Regions from separate parts of the Mus musculus genome. Here region 1 is linked to region 2. The links are chromatin contacts, called in public HiChIP or PLAC-seq maps. All regions are on one chromosome and are shown on one strand. The core of a region is the stretch at or near the end of the contact, and the rest is flanking DNA. Distances in the headings are between cores, read along the strand shown. Region 1 holds the start of Stkld1 (serine/threonine kinase-like domain containing 1). Region 2 holds the start of Fbxw5 (F-box and WD-40 domain protein 5).

The links. HiChIP or PLAC-seq counts read pairs in DNA pulled down with a chosen protein or histone mark.
Region 1: a contact with region 2 is called in an H3K27ac HiChIP or PLAC-seq map of microglia, with 5 times the contacts expected there. The contact joins the promoter of Stkld1 here to the promoter of Fbxw5 in region 2. A contact is called at or near these places in 2 of 39 promoter capture datasets (liver and pre-B cells) and 1 of 115 datasets of contacts at active chromatin or transcription factors (microglia).

Annotation. Positions count from the first base shown.
Region 1 is chr2:26,932,489-26,937,704 of GRCm38.p6, forward strand. Stkld1 (serine/threonine kinase-like domain containing 1) reads left to right here and starts at 1,568. Exons shown (of 19, transcript NM_001379463.1): 1 at 1,568-1,624; 2 at 2,826-2,912. The coding sequence starts at 1,610. It overlaps Surf4 (surfeit gene 4), which reads right to left and starts at 1,023. Exons shown (of 6, transcript NM_011512.3): 1 at 787-1,023. The coding sequence starts at 834. It overlaps Gm36591 (a long non-coding RNA gene), which reads right to left and starts at 780. Exons shown (of 2, transcript XR_374179.1): 1 at 1-780.
Region 2 is chr2:25,497,767-25,503,398 of GRCm38.p6, forward strand. It overlaps Fbxw5 (F-box and WD-40 domain protein 5), which reads left to right and starts at 2,984. Exons shown (of 9, transcript NM_013908.5): 1 at 2,984-3,120; 2 at 4,170-4,385; 3 at 4,635-4,792; 4 at 5,105-5,279; 5 at 5,359-5,507. The coding sequence starts at 4,193. C8g (complement component 8, gamma polypeptide) reads right to left here and starts at 2,740. Exons shown (of 7, transcript NM_027062.2): 1 at 2,328-2,740; 2 at 2,073-2,209; 3 at 1,823-1,893; 4 at 1,632-1,739; 5 at 1,248-1,349; 6 at 1,139-1,177; 7 at 884-1,057. The coding sequence starts at 2,465. The coding sequence ends at 1,044.

The DNA.
Region 1 (5,216 bases), core at 318-2,817, 1.4 Mb after region 2:
CTCACAGGAAAATGGTTCAACAGAACTGAAGGTGAACATGGGGAGGTGACACCCCTCAAAAGGAGGGGTAGAGAAGCTCATTTGAAGATGGTCACACACACCCAACCTTCGAGTACTCTAGGCCAAAAAATGCCTCCTCGTATCACCGACAGCCACGAACACACTAAGTGAACCAAAACTGGCTGGCGGGTGGGCCCCGGCACCATTCAGCCTCCAGGGCTAGTTCAGGTTATATTATGACTTCGCAGATCTAACGGGACAATTTCAGAAGTCAAAGCCTCACACTCACACAACTCCCACCCCATCCGTCGAACTTAATTGTAAAAAGTGGTGCCACCTGCGCCTCTCTCCGGCTCTAACCCTGCCCAGCTAGTCGCTCGGGCCCAGACTCATCCCAGGCCTTCCCTGCGGTTCACAAGCCACCTGTACACTTGGGAAGGCGAGCCAAGGGGCAGGCTCCTCTCCTTCGGCAGCGTGGACCCAGATCGGGCAACCGGAGCAGAGTCCACGCAAAGAAGGAAGGGCCAGGACGGTCCTGGACAAGGGCGGAGGGGCCACGCAGCGGGGCGCACAGAGTACCCCCTTCCCCAGAGGTCCCCAAGGAGCCGCCGCGGTTCAGAGGGCAGAGGGCACAGAGCAGCACCGCGGGCCCCGGGAGCCTCCCTGGCCGCCACCCCCAACCCCCCGCCCAGCCTCCCCTCGGATTTCTCCGTAGAGCTAGGCAGGACGGCGAGGACGGGCGTCCGTGGGGCCGTGACGGCCAGCGGGCTGTGGGGCAGGCCGCACCTGGTCGGCGAAGTCCTCGGCCGTGCCCATCAGGTCGTTCTGTCCCATGGCGGCGGCGGAAGGCTCAGCTGGCAGGTCCTGGGCGCTCGCGCCTGCTGCGGCCTCCACAGGAAGTACCCGGCGGCCGGCCTCGCTGAGCCGCGGCTGCTCTAGCGGCTGCCACGTAGGCCAAGCCTTAAAGGGACCGCGCCTCCCGCCGCGCCCCGCCCCGCCTGCCGCGCGCCCTCACGCTCCAGGCCCCGCCCGCCACGCTCGAGGAGCCTGGCGCCGGCGCACCGCCCTTCACGAACAGGCCCCGCCTCCGCCGCGCGCCCTTCACAGGTAGACCCCGCCCCCACACCCCAGGCCCCGCCCCTCCAGCCCCTACGGACCACCCCTAGCCCTTCAGCCTCTAGAACCCGAAGCGCTGACCACTTTCCACCCTCACCAAGCAGCAGGTCCCGCCCACCGTGCTGGTAGACTTCCTGCCACCTGTGTCTCCCGCCCGTAGTACTTGCGGCCCCGCCTGCCGCGTCGTCAGTCTCTGCCCCGCCCTCCACCCTACCCAACACACCGGGGCCCTGCCCTTCGTCCGAAACACGGCTCCCTATTCTCTGTGGCTTCTTTAAGGGGCATAGTACGAGTATGCCATGTACGAGCCAAAGTGCTAAGCAGACACGCCCCGGGTTGAGGGTTATGGAAGGCAGGTGGAGGGGCTGAGGAGGTGGGGTGGGCACACGGAGCAGTCACTACCGAGCATGCTCAAACGAGGGTTCGACTACCGGCCTGGCTCGAGGGCTTTGCCCGGTAGTAGGACAGTGAGGCAGTGTCTCCACGAGATACCATGGAAAAATATCAGGTGCTGAGATGCCCCCACAACCAAGGTCCAGTGTCCTTGGGCAGCGGGACAGGTCCGAGGGCCACACAGCCAGGCCCAGCCTCCATCACAGGGTGACCCTATGATCCCCGCATGTTTCCTCCTCCGAGTTCTCCTCCTTTGAGTCCTCCCAGGGCCTCAGTTTCCCTCTAAAATGATGACCAACCCCCAAGTCTGACCACTGGTTGGAGAATGGTGCACGTGCCCTTCCCCTTCCCTCCATGTATGGGGTCTTTAAAGGCAGAACCTGAGTGGTTGTTTTTTTAATCGCTTTTTTCCTCACATGTCAGCCTCATTAATTGTTAGACTCGGCTTATAAAAGCTTCAGTTTCGCTCATTTTCTTTTCCTCTTTTCCAGTATTCTTTGAGAGAAGGCTTACATGCGTTAGCCAAGCAAATGCACTTCTGATGGCCAGAAATGTTTAGAGAAAAACAAAAAACAAACCACTGCTCACTACCTGGGCTGAGCTCCAACGGACACCCTGTATTCCCTGTATGCTAATTATCCTTCCCGTACTGCCTACATATCTTGTCCCCTACCCCACGCTGACAGTGGCCTCTGTACTCAGGCCTCAGCCACCTTCTACCTGACAGCACTGATCTTGTAGAGTTCTGGCTTACAGACCAGTTCTGAAGGTGTGGCTTCAAAGATGAGCTCTGGCTCAGACCCCAGTCCCACAGCCACAGGCAAGGACCTTGCTCCTAGGCCCCAGTATCTATCTCTCAAGTGAATTGTAGGCAGCACCAGTGCAGGTTACAGAGGATGGCTGGGAAGCACTTCCTTCAGTACTGTGCCCTAGACGAAGCTATGACTGCACCAGTTACACAAATCACAGGCCTTGTTTGGATGTTCATTTTGGCGAAGGGTACTAGATGGGGTATCACTAGGGTTAAGAGCCACTTCTGCCCCCAGCCCCACCCCCCAACTGTCTCTTACCTATAAGGCTGCCCCTGTAGGCTTGGGGAAGGCCATAGGCTATAAAATAAGAGTTCCAGAATGGGCTTCGAGGGAAATTGTATTGGCCCCACCCTGGAAGGCTTCTCAATCCATCACCTAAGGCCATTTCCTCTACAACAAAATTGAGAGAAGAAGCCATACTTGGGGGTGGAGTGTGGAACCATCACATGTAGGAAGTAGAGAATAATGTGACGTTCTCAAAGTCTCTCTCTTCCTTGAGGATAGCTATTGCAAATGCTGAATCCTGGAGCCTTAGGGGTGAACCTGGTGGTGGAAGAACTGGAAACTGAAACCAAGTTCTTGATAAAGCAGGTAAGGTGCAGAGCCCCTTGCTCCCAAGTTACAGAGGTCTCTCAGACTCCAGAAATCCCCAGACAAGCCCCGTTGAGGCAAGTTGTAGCCTGAGACTTCTGGAGTTCTCTCTTATTCCTCTCACTCTGGTGCTAACCACACACTAACCACAATGCTCACCCACATGCCTGCGGTCATCTCACTGAACCCATCAACCCTGCCAACCCAGAACAAAAACCCCAATCTCACAGCCAAAGATGGTGAGACTCAGGAGTCCCATCCTCACCCAGGTTGCAGTTTCCCAAAGGACTGGAATTTAATAAGGGGTACAAGTCTCTTCTTTCTTTCTTTCTTTCTTTCTTCCTTCCTTTCTTTCTTTCTTTCTTTCTTCCTTTCTTTCTTTCTTTCTTTTTTTTTTTTTTTTTTTTTTTTTTTTGGTTTTTCGAGAGACAGGGTTTCTCTGTATAGCCCTAGCTGTCCTGGAACTCACTCTGTAGACCAGGCTGGCCTCAAACTCAGAAATCCTCCTGCCTCTGCCTCCCTGTACCACCACTGCCCGGCAAGGTGTACAAGTCTTACCAAACAGGAAAGGGGCAGAGAGGGTCCCAGAGGCTGAGCACCAGGCACACAACTAGCACAGCTGGGGTGGGTGCAGGCCCACAAGAGTACCCTAGAAAGGAGTACTGCTATACTAGTCCCTGTGCACCTTCCTCTGCAGTGCTGACAGGGACCTTGGGGATGGGGTCTGACCTCCCAGCAGCCTCAGCCCAGGAGATTTGGGCCTGGAGTGTTTTATCCACCTCTATTGCCAGTTAACTGTGGGGTCAGCTCTCTTATGTCACAGGCCAGCAGCCAAAGTGGCTGCCTGTCTTCTGAAAAGTTAAAGGAGGGGTGGTGGTGGTGGTGGTGGTGGTGGTGGTGGTGGTGGTGGTGGTAGTGGTGGTGGGGGTGGTATTTTGTTGTTTAAAGCTAGCCACACCAGACATGTACTCAGCATTTGGAAGAAAGATAAGGAAAGCTGAAGTTCAAGGCCAGCTTGGGCTACACAGTAAAACCCTTGTCTCAACAAGCAAACACAAGCAAAATTAGCCATCTGGGTTTTCTAAATAACAATTAGGTGAGGGGTTATAGGCAGGAGCCTGTGTGGCTTTCCAGTCTCTTATGTCTGTAAGAATGGTACTGAGGTTGACAACACTGACATTGTCTCCTGTTGTCACCACAGCTTCCTCCTCTCCTATCTGACAGCTGTGTCTCCTCGAAACTGCTTCCTGTGCTGCAGTTGGCCCAACCTGTCCAATCATGGGGTTTTAGCTCAATTTGTCTTTCACCAGCATAAGCAACTGTGATAAATATCTTTAGAGATCTTTACAGGGTCTTCCTCCCCTTGAGCATATATCACTTCCTTAGTAAGAAAATCCATGGAGTAGGACTTCAGAAGATATTGAAAGAATTTTCTTCTGTTTGTTTGTTTGTTTTGAGGACCTCTCTATGTAGCCCTGACTGTCCTAGAACTCAATATGTAGACCAGACTGACTTCACACTCAGAGCTCCATCTGCCTGCCTCTTCCTCCAGGGTGCTGGGATTAAAAGCATGCACTATTATACCACTGAGCTACATCCTGTCCCCAACATTACCGGTTCAACTAACTCCCCCCCCACACACACATCCCGACACCTTTGTTTGTTTGTTTGTTTGATTGATTTGGTGTTTGGAGGCAGGGTTTCTCTGTATAGCCCTGGCTGTCCTGGAACTTACTCTGTAGACCAGGCTGGCCTCGAAATCAGAGATCTACCTGCCTCTGCCTCCTTAGTGCTGGGATTAAAGGCATGCGCCACCACCACCACTGGGCCAATTTATTCTTTATGTTATTTTAGAATAAGTGCTTTAAGTTTGTTTGTTTTATTAAGATTTATTTATTTATTTATTTAATGTATATGAGTACACTATAGCTGTACTGATGGTTGTGAGCCATGATTTGGTTGCTGGAAATTTGAATTCAGGACCCTGCTTACTCCGGCCTAAAGATTTATTTATTATTATGACTAAGTACACCGTAGCTGTCTTCAGACACACCAGAAGAGGGCGTCAGATCTCATTATGGATGGTTGTGAGCCACCATGTGGTTGCTAAAGTTTGAACTCAGGACCTTGGGAAGAGCAGTCAGTGCTCTTAACTGCTAAGCCATCTCCCCAGCCCTGGTTTTGGTTTTTTGAGACAAGGTTGCACTAGCTTTTTATAAGACTAGGGAGGCCTCAAGCTCACAGAGATCCTCCTAGCTCTACCTGCTTAGCACTGGGATTATAAACACAAGCCACCATGCCCAG
Region 2 (5,632 bases), core at 1,734-4,233:
CTTCCTGTCATCAGTAGGTGGCTGAGCCTGGACTTCACACTCCCTGGAAGAACAAGGACTTGCCTATTTTGTGTCCTCAGGGCTTGGGGCATTTGAGAAATGCTTCTTAAATAAGTGCTGGAAGTTGTCAGGCCAGCAGCAACGCAGACAGGAGCCCAGCTACATCTGGGATGATGCCCAGTTCCCTGAACTCCAGCCCTATAGGGCCAAGCAAACCAGCCCAGGTCTTGAAAGAACACTGCTTCTGTCTGGAGAAAAGGCCTAGCTCCTCCTTTAAGGGCACGCTGTGAGGCTTCCTGCTTCCTGTTCCCTGGAGCTGGTAACCTTGACTACAGTCGGTCAGGTGATCCTGGGGGCCAGCTCTATCAGAAATGAAACCCACATTCCAGGAGCCCCATGCTCACCTCTAACCGGTTCATTAAGTAGTCTGCCCACTCCTTGCTCCTGGGGTACAGCTTTCCACTCTATGTGCTCCAACCACGTCCTCAAAAACATCCTGGTATCTCCCTAGCAAGTGCCCCTGGGCCTCTGGCTCTTTAGCCTCCAGGGTCAAGGATTAGGAGGGGTCTAAAGGGCTTCTTGGTAGGCCTACGCCCCTCTCCAGGGAAGATACCCTAGCAGGACCCTGAGTCCCACCCCACCCCCATGGGCACTAAGCCAGAGCAGAGGGCTGGGGTTGGAGAATAAGGGAAGGTATGTGTCCTCATTGCAGAGAGGAACAGGCTCAGGGAGAGAGCAAGAACTCAGTGCTGTTTCTAGCCCCACCACCCTAGGACAGAATCCTCAAATAGCCAAGGTGTGTGTGTGTGTGTTCGCACGCAAATTCCCTTCGCACCTGGGCCTGGTGGAACTCCTATCCAGGTTGACAAAAAACGACAAAAGACCCAGGGCCAAGTCTGATGTTTAATGAAAAGACCTAGGACAACAGAGCTGTATGAAGGGGTGCTTCTGGGGACAGAAAGGAGAGACTCCAAGAGTGCATTCAGGATGCTCAGAACTCTCTGAGGGTAGCCCACTGTCCACAGCTTCTCCACTAGATGGCCTTATCGCGGCACCTCTGCAGTAGATAAAAACCTTAGCAGGGGCAGGAAAGACCTTGACCACAGCCCTTCACTGCTCTGCCCTACTGACCACTCACCGTTCAGGATGTGTAATTGGTCCGCAGTCTCGCAGAAACCTAGGGGCCCAGGCAGTAGTAAGAGGGGGTCGGGCGTCACCCAGGAGGGTCACGGGCTGGGGACACTCACCATACTTGGGAAAGAAAAGAATCTGATCTTCTGTCAGGTTGGCTTCCCTGACTCGCCGCTCAAACACATCCAGGACAGAGTCATTCACTGGCAGTGAGCGGACTGTGGGGTAGGCAGAGTTCCAGTGCTTTCAACATGGCAGGGAACCCAGGACACACAGCCAGGTCAGCTGTGTGTCCCTGCCCCATCCAGTTCCCACCCCATCCCATGTGTAGCTGTTCATCAAGGGTGCCTACTGCCAAGAGTATGGGGATAGAAAAGGAATGAGAAGGGGTGTGTGTCCATCTGGGGACGCCCTGTCCATCAAGGTGGACCTGGAGGATGCAGAGCACAGGTCATGTGTGAAAAGCACAGGCCATGTATGATCACAGGACTAGTCCGCACCGTATAGTTTCACAGACAGCTTCCTTCCCTGTTCCAGGTACAGGATGGCAAAGCTCTGATAGTCAGTCTCAGCAACCACCATATGCACTGGTCCACGGGCCCGTGAGACTGCGGCAGAACCACAACAGCACATCAGTCCTTTCCCCTCTGCCTCCAGCCCAGAGCCCTCTCCCTTGATGCCCCTGCCTCACCTTGGAACAAGAAGCGGCCAGGGACCCCTGTGTTCTCAAAGAGTTGGCGTACCTGCCAACATATCCCATCTCTGGGGAGGGGAAGAAGGTATGTCATAAGAGGAGGCACCCAGACTCTAGGAACCCCAACCCAGGAGAGGCCATATGGGATAGCTATCTAGGCCACAGAAGAGCTAGAGATGAGGTTTAGAGTCAGGAGGGCAGAGTAAGATGGGCTCAGGGGCTGGGATGAAGTCCTGCTGGGACTCACAGCTTTCGGAAGGTGCTGACAGCCATAGCTGCACCCTGGGGAGCTGCGTGCAATGTGGTGGCCTCAGCTCGGTGTCCCTGCTCCTGAAGAAAGCGGCACGAAGAGCCCACAGCCACCAGGAGCCATGTCCCTGCAAACTGGAAGTTGACTATGAGTGCTCAGGACTGGGGAAATGGGGCACCCTGGACCAATCCCGCCAAGCTAGGCAGGTTCTTATTGCTCTTTTACCTACCCCCACTCACTCCCAGATTTTACCTTCTGAGCACTGAAATTGACCTGGGCCTGGATAGTGCTGATGGGGGAGGTAGACCCAATAGGCTTTCGAGTCCTTTGGCCCAGCGAACTGGCTGTCAAGAGCAGGGTGAAGAACAACACAGCCCCTGGAGACAGCATGGCCAACCTGCTACGGACAGTAGGTGACAGGACAGCGAGGTGGAGGGGTGCACTGTCCTAGGTCAGAGTCCACTGTCCAGTGCCACAGGAAGCACAGTCCAGGAAGTCCACATCTGTCTTCCGATTACTGAACCCCTAACCCAAGCCAGGGTCCATCCTAGAACCTAGCCTTGATAGGAGCTGGGCATTGTGTCCCAAGTGCAAAGTTAAGAGTTGACCTCTGCACCCCTATTTCCACTTGTGGTCAGTGCTCAACCCTATGCATGCAATAACTGTCTTTAACTCCACAACCAACAAGAACGTGCTCATAAAGTCACTTGTTCAAAGCCCAGCAGCAGAGAGAGCAGAGGCAGAGTCTCGAACCGGCCCAGCTGAGCCTGGCTCAATCCTCCGTCCTTTAGGGTAGCCAGGAGTGAGTACTGTTCTGTGAGTCAGAACGCTCGGAAAGTAAGAGTTTGCGCAGGCGCATAAGAAACGCTGGCTGCTAGTCGGAGCCTGAGGCGCAGGCGCAAGACGGGGAAGGGGGGGGGGGGGGAACGGTCCATCGATGCCTCGGGGCTCTCAGCGTCGAGCCTGGCGCCTCCATAAAGACGTGGAGGTGGAGACTAGAGCGGCGGCGGAAGCCGGGCGCAGCGCAGCGGGCAGAGGCACCGCGGTGAGTCCCGGCTTTGGCCCCGCCGTGCTCACTCACCTGTGTCATCTGCCCTGTCCCCAGTCACCAGCCTTGTGCCCCATTACTCCCAGTCCTGCATTCACCAGCCTTCTGCCACCTTCGGTGTCCCTTGTCCCCGATCGTGGCCTTCGTTTATTTTCTCGGGCCTGGTCCCGGTCATGGGCCTCGCTCTGCCTTGTCCTACTTTAACTGGCTTTTGTCACCTTCACGGGCTTTGTTCACTGTCACCATATTTTTTTCCTGCAATGTCTACACTTGTACAGCCTTTGGTGGCCTTATCTGGCCAGTGATGGCCTTGGCAGGTTGACGTCGTCCCAATCCACCCTCCGGTGTTCAGTGGGTGAATGAAGGAGCTGCTGCCCACTCTAGCTAAGCAGCAAAGCGTGGTCCCTGATGTCTCCTCTGACATTCAGAAACCCCAATCACTCTTAACCACCCTCCTGGCCAGGCTGTCTCCTGAGTCCAGAACGACATATGCCACTGGCTAGCAGGAACCCCTTCTCAGAAGAAAGTCAGCCTTGGCCTGAAGTCCTATAGCAGCAAGGTCAAAGACAGGGTGGGCTGCTAAACCTTGGACCTGCCAGTTTGAGCAGCCCAGACCTGTTTGCTTGTCTTGTGCTCACCTGCCTCCCTGTGCCCTGTAGCATTGGGGAAGGCATCAAAGGCCCCCACCTGGAAAGTGGGGCTGCCCCCCACTTCGCAGGTTCTACCTGGCCTAGTAGTACTCAGGGGCTTGCTGTCTGGTCCAGCAAGTCCTTTGGTGTCCTGGAGAATGTAAGGTGGTGCAACGTTACTGCCTGGGTCCTTCAAGAAGTGTTGGGTCTGTGGTGGGGCAGTGCTACTTGTACACACAAAGAGAGATGCACACATCCCTCCCCTCCCCCCGCACATGCTCAGTGCAGTGGAATTCTCCGGTGGGCAGTTGGTGGGGCTAGCTAGGACTGCCATGTCTGGAACCCCAGACTATCAGTCTCTCCCTGGGGTTGGCGATGAGGAGGCTTGGGTTCAGAGCCGCCACTGGTGGGTTTCAGGACCGTCTGGGCAGAATGTCACGATGGATGAGGGGGGCCTGCCCCTGCTCCCCGACAGCCTTGTCTACCAGATCTTCCTGAGTTTGGGCCCTGCAGATGTGCTGGCTGCTGGGCTGGTATGCCGCCAATGGCAGGCTGTGTCCCGGGATGAGTTCTTATGGAAGGAGCAATTCTACCGCTACTACCAGGTGGCTCGAGATGTGCCCCGCCACCCAGGTCAGTACACACACCCCTAAACCTGCTGGCTCAGGGCAGGGGCTCATGGCCCAAGGACACACGGGCCATATTGGGGAAGAGGGAGTCTCTGTGAGCAGAAGGGTGCCCCCTGTGGCTGAGACCTAATTAGTGAGTCGTGAGTTCCAGAGTCCCTACAAAACATCTCCCAGTAGCCATGCTGTCTGTCGGCTCTCAATCTTGACTAGTGAGGGAGCCTTGCATGCAGGAGTGACACTATATTGCCCACAGCGGCCACATCCTGGTATGAGGAGTTCCGGCGGCTCTATGACATGGTACCCTGTGTGGAGGTGCAGACACTGAAGGAGCACACTGACCAGGTCCTGCACCTCAGCTTCTCCCACTCGGGGTACCAGTTTGCCTCCTGCTCCAAGGACTGCACGGTGAAGGTGAGGGTGCCTCTCCCATGCAGCAGAACTCAGTGGGAAGAGAAGCCAATGGTGAGAGAAGCAGAGAGGGCCACATAGTGCCTGGAGGCCTGCTCTGGACCACACAAGACCCAAAGCTTAGAACAGCTCTAATCTCTAGCTCCCAGGGTCAGCCCTCTACATTGGTACGATGTCATAAGAGTGGGTGGTAAAGACCTAGGCCAAGGTTCTTGCCCCATGAGGACCCAGAACCCTCAATGGAGAAGAGTCAGGATTTGCTGTGCTGCCAGAGTGAACTGGCCTGGTAATTACCCTGCAGCCTTTCTGGAACAGATCTGGAACAACGACCTGACCATCTCACTGCTGCACAGTGCAGATATGAGGCCATACAACTGGAGTTACACCCAGTTTTCCCAGTTCAACCAGGATGACTCACTGCTGCTGGCCTCAGGGGTGTTCCTGGGGCCACATAACTCCTCCTCAGGCGAGATAGCTGTCATCAGCTTAGGTAAGTGTGGGCATTGGGTTGGGCTACCTGTCCCATTGTGCCCTGCCAGCAGTCTGCCCAGCTGTGGCCTTCCCCCCAGACTCCTTCGCCCTGCTGTCCCGTGTGCGAAACAAGCCCTATGATGTGTTTGGCTGCTGGCTCACAGAAACCAGCCTCATTTCGGGGAACCTGCACCGCATTGGAGATATCACCTCCTGCTCAGTGCTGTGGCTCAACAATGCCTTCCAGGTTCAGACCGGGACAGGGACAGGCTGGGCAGACAAGTGGGGTAGGGCAGGGAAATAGAGAAGAAGGCATGGGCAGGGCTGGGCATGGAAGGGCAGATGCAGAGCCCAGGGTAGGCTGCTCCCCAG